2 separate regions of the Drosophila melanogaster genome follow, and region 1 is linked to region 2. The links are chromatin contacts, called in public HiChIP or PLAC-seq maps. All regions are on one chromosome and are shown on one strand. Each heading gives the region's core, a stretch centred on a gene start, on an enhancer-like site or on the middle of the called end of the contact. The rest is flanking DNA. Distances are from core to core; before and after follow the strand shown.

Region 1 (2,700 bases), core at 107-2,606, 130 kb before region 2:
TTTTTCATTCTCGGGCGGATGCGGACTGATAAGTCAAGAACTCGCTATAAATATGCTACATATATAGACTGTTTGCCTGTTCTTATCGGTAGTCGTTTAATTTATGGAAATTATCATTTCAAATGAAGATCGACGAAATGCCTGGAAATTGCCAGATAAACGTGGTATTTTCGACTTTTTCGGAAAATATATCATTTTTTATCCCCCCAAATATTAGTCATGATATTCTTGAAACATTTTTGAATCATCATTTGAGCGTATTGTTTAAATACGCTTTTAAATTTTATTTTTCATATATGTAAATATTATTAATAAAAATTCTGGGAAGTGCTAAAAAAGTCTAGAGTTGCTATATGGAATTCGAAATAGCAATATATACATACATATATAAAATACTAGACATTTTTAATAATATAAAATATAAATAACATTTATATATGAAAGAGGTAAGTTTGAAAAAAAATTTGATTCTATGTCTTTATTAAACTCCATTCGTTTACCACTCAAAACTATGGATAAGCAGTTAGTTTTTCTTTCGAATTTACATGTAAATATTGCAGTACCATTTCCGGTTGTCATAGTATTAAAAACAGCTGCATATAAGCTTAAATTTAAATTTCGAATGTAATTATATGCTTATAATAATAAGAACCCAAAAGCATATATTTATAACTTCAAGTATCGGAATGAACAATTACAAAGTCTAAAAATAGTTTTGGGAAGTTGTCAATAATTACGCCCCACTTAAAGTAACGGCAAACATCCAGATTCAGCTGGAAGCATAACGGTTAACCTGGGGCAATGTACACGTCAGTGCTCGTTGCGGCTTTACTTAAGGGGAACGCATATTTGCATCAGACAAACCAAACACCATAAAAAGAAAAAGAAGAAGGCCAAACATCGTACTCTCTCCGCTCCGAAAATGTTTGGGTAAACAAATAGTGAAAAGCTCTGGGAGAGAGCGAGAGCGAGAGTTGGCCTCCAGTGGGCGGAACAGCTACGCCTGCGACACGTCAGTGCTAGAGATGTAACACCTTAAGATAGTTATCGATTAAAATTATATTGAATAAAATGAATATATAAAAGAAGTTAAATCTTAAAAAACTATTATTAAAATGATTGTAAACCGTATAGCAGAAATAGTTGCAATCATATAATCCTGTAATATATTATTTTTATTTTTAATTATATCTTCTTAATACCTTTATTAATTAGACATTTTAGTCTAACGAAATATTTATTCGACTTATTCGATTGCCAGATGTGTATCGATGTTTCTAGAAAACTAAACTCATCGACACGTCAGTGGTAGGTGAGAGCAAAGAGCAATAAATAGCCGGAAAACAGAGAGTGAAAATCAGTTTCAAAACAAAAGTACAAGGAATAACAGCACAGCAAAAGAGAAACGCGATTTATTAAATACAAATTATTACCCCAAGAACATTGTAACGCGCTGTGACCGCAAATATAAACAAGAAATCGTTACATTCCCATTAGATCAATTAAAACCAAGCCAAAAAACAACAAAGACTAATACTTCTGTGACAAAAAGTGACAATTACCTAAATAAGTGAATTTTTTTTTAATAGTTTTAGTTAGAAAATGTAAGTATACAAAAAGAAAATTATATTGAAAGTTGATATGAGTGTATGCTGTTGGTATTAACATCTAAGAAACAGGAAAATATTTATCAAATTTACTTTGGACCAAAAGAACCAGCATAAAGTGTATATTTAAATATATCTATTTTTTTTTATAAATATGTGTTGCAAGGAATTCAGTGGCTTGAATTGCGTTATAGCATTTCTTATATTATATTATTGTTTATTTTGAAACAAAATTGAGGCAACATTATAAAAGAATCAAAACGATTGCTTGACAGACCCATTGGTAACTGTAAAATACTATTTACTACCTGATATTGATAAGGACAACGCGAAATATTGTGTGTAGAAATAATTATATATTTTTGAAAAGCGGTTATTCGTCGGCCGAACAATCGCGTGCTTTCCAACACTGATCTACCACTGACGTGTCTTTTTGGCCCCAGAGTTGCACGTGTGTGTGTGTGCCGCAGCGTATGACTGTGTGCGTACGTAGAAAGCGCCGGCAAAAACGTCAGATAAGCAGCAGCCACATATTCTACTGCTCTGTCAGTTCACTTTGAAGCGTCGAGAAAGCACATTAAATCGAAACCAATTTGAAATTATTAACCGCTCAGCGATAAGTGTAAGTGTTAGTTCAAAGAAAAGGCTTAAATACGAGCTGGACGTTAGCACAAATAGCTGGAAAGTGCACTTGCACTGCTAGAATATTCGTGTAAAGGAACGGACGGCAAAGAGGGACACCAATACACTGCAATTTTACAGTCGCCATATTGGCAAAAGTAAAAGAGGTCTGCTACAAAAAGTTTGCCCGCACGTGCCCTTAAAGAAATAGAAACGTATGAAATTAGTTTCCTTTATAGTTGAAACCAATAAAGGCCAACCAATGACGTGGTGGTCGTGACAAGTGACAAGTTCGGTGAATGAACTTTGTCTTCTTCTTCGTATTAGTTTCTTACAGCCTAAGCTTGCATTTAGGTGAAGTTCTTGTTTTCCTTTTACAGTAATTTACGGTTAATTTTGCTTACATTTACTTCTTTTTTTTAAAAGACCGCGAAGCGCCTGCGCATTTTGCCGTCTGTGTGAGTGGGAGTAG
Region 2 (2,700 bases), core at 70-2,569:
TAATAAATAATAATAATAGTTATGACTGTAAAACTCGCAGCTGTTAGCAGAAATTCTATTTCAACAAGTGTATGGTTCTATAATATATTTATAATTTAACATTTATCTTGGAAAATAAATAAGATGAATATCTTTTGAGTAGATAAAAGGTGATTTCGAATTCGTGGTGGCGATGGCATTTAGAGTTTTATTTTTCTTAATTGGATTAACTGCTGTTTTTACAGCCCGACAGCAAAACAAAACGTAAAACAAAGGTAAGAAGCGAAGAAACCCCAATATTTTTCCAGCATAAATATGCTAAACTGCCATAATGAGCGGAAAATGCGATAAAACCGAATATAGAGAGGAAAATAACGGAAAAGAAAAGCGGGGAAACTGAAACCAAACGATTCTTTTTATTGTTTGGCTAAAATTGATTGCATGGCTAGATTATTGCTGTTGGAATTGGAATTGTTTCTGTTTTTGCAGCTTTGCCTTTTGCATGCCGCGATAAAAAGTATTATTTTTAATTTCCCGTATCAGGCGTATGCATGTGTCTGTGTGTGTGTGTGTGTATGCATCACACGACTCCGCCGGAGAGAGTGTGAGTGTGTGCAAGGGTGGCTGAAAAGGGGAGAGCGATAAAAAGGGGCTGCAAAATGCAGACGAAGCATAAAATAAACAACCGACGACGCGCTATCGATTTTTACGGCATGCTGGAAGCACCAGCACACTGATACACACAGTTTGCAGAATAGGGAAATAAACTGGAAGTTATGCTATGCCAAATTGAGTTTTTTCAACAAAAATTCCTCGCAGAGAAACGCGAAACGAACTAGTGGAAGACTAAAGAGCCGGGTTTTGTTTATTTACACAGGAACAATACAATCGCACGCAGCCAAAGACACACATACGTATACCACATACACATGCATATATCCCGACGCACTGTTCCGTTAGTTTAGTTGGGGTTTTTGTTTTTCTCGGGCTTTCGCTGAAACCTTAGCTTGAAATCCTTACTTTTAAGATGCTGACTATTTTTTATAATCGGTGGTTGGTTTTGCTTCCAATTTTCCGATCCCGAGTTCCGTTTATCATCCGCTCCGCTGCGCCTGTTTACCCCGCTTTTACACTTTTCCGTTTCGCTGTAGCTCAACGAACTCGTCGCTCTCCTTGCTCCGCGCACTTGTCAAGCTTTCCCGACTGCAACTGCACTCGAACTCGGGGCGTGGGTGCACTCGCTGCGCCTTAAAAGTGCATCTTTCGCAGCCGAATCAGCGGAAAAATCTGCATTAAGTTAAGCCGCGTTTCCAATACACAAATACTGCTTATCGATTGTTGGCGCTATCGAGCGGAGCATCGATAGGCATCAGCGGAGTTGCCAGGTAGGACGATTATATTAATGAGTTGGAAAACTATTCGTACTTGATAATCTTCTACAAATTGAATCGTCGATCGTCGGTGCCGTCGACAATCTGGTATTGATATTTGCTGGTGCGGCTTTTTTTCACGAATTTTATTTTGCAGGAAACATAACAGCAAATATTATTTAAAACATTGTAATTTTATAAGGTAAATTATTCAGGCCTAAATACAGAAAAATAAATTAATTTAATAAAACATTTAAATCTAAAAAATTAATAAAGAATATGTTTAAAATCACATCGCAAAATGTAATATTTTTGTATTTTAGTCAGCACTTACCGTTATTATTGGCAGTAGTAACTGTGTGGCAGCACCGCACCGTGGCAAGTCGATAGTTTTTTGTATATTGTTGGTCTGTATAAACAAATAATATTAAAGTCATAATAAAAGAAGTGCTGGTAAAGACTTAATAACTCTATGTTCCTTAAAAATTTTTAAATATATCTCACAATGAGCATTAACTGGATAAAGATCACGGAAAGGTATGTAATATCAATGTTCTTATAGAGATTAATTTCTTGCATTTATATCTTAGAGCCCGTGAGGGCATCAAAATCATCAATGCCTTGCCCTACGAGACCTTTACGACGGTTCTGTTCTACACCCACCGGCAGATGAGTCCCAGCGTAGCATCGGCGAGTGCCACCAGTAGTACAGTGGGCACCAGTGTGACGACCACCGGCCGGGTGGACAGCAGCACCGAGGAGAACCCCACAAGTAACACCGAACCGGAGTACACACTCGAGGAACTGGAGCGATTGGTGGGCGTACCGCGTCAGGACTTCCTGCTGCTGATCAAGACCTTCTCCTACATCCTGCGTCGCATCTCCACGTTTATCATCAAGCCAAGTTTGCTGCAGCGTGAGCTGCGCGAGAAACTCCAGCTGGAGGATGAGGCCAAGATCGATGCCATATTGCGTTTGTGGGTGCGCGAAACGACGCCCATTATGAACAATTTGGCCAGCAAGCGGTACGAATCAAATGTCATCGAAGATGTGGCCTGGAAGCTCAACATGGAGATCTCCTCGCATTGCCAGCAGCGGGAGAAGACCCCGCTGGCCGTGCTCCAAATGAAAACGGCCGTCGGCGAGGATATCAACATCGAAATGACACAACCGGAACTAATGGAACTGTACAATCAGTTCGAGAGCATCCAGGGCGAACTGGACGCCATGCTGGCCATGAAGACTACAGGAGCAACGGCGCCTGGCAATCAGTAGTGGGACGCCATCGACCAATTCCAGTGCCAATTTTATTGTTGATTCACACAAAACTCTGTGCAAAAAGATGGACCTA

The links. HiChIP or PLAC-seq counts read pairs in DNA pulled down with a chosen protein or histone mark.
Region 1: a Psq HiChIP or PLAC-seq map of the Kc167 cell line shows a contact between it and region 2, with 2.7 times the contacts expected there. The contact joins the promoter of Hsc70-3 here to the promoter of bif in region 2. A contact is called at or near these places in 3 of 107 Hi-C or Micro-C datasets (the Kc167 cell line and wing imaginal disc) and 2 of 6 datasets of contacts at active chromatin or transcription factors (both in the Kc167 cell line).

The regions. Positions count from the first base shown.
Region 1 is chrX:11,805,773-11,808,472 of dm6, reverse strand. It overlaps Hsc70-3 (Heat shock protein 70 cognate 3), which reads left to right and starts at 1,356. Exons shown (of 3, transcript NM_078577.3): 1 at 1,356-1,604.
Region 2 is chrX:11,677,589-11,680,288 of dm6, reverse strand. It overlaps bif (bifocal), which reads right to left and starts at 1,319. Exons shown (of 6, transcript NM_167295.3): 1 at 1,000-1,319. Vlet (Valette) reads left to right here and starts at 1,700. Exons shown (of 1, transcript NM_167294.2): 1 at 1,700-2,700. The coding sequence starts at 2,019. The coding sequence ends at 2,624.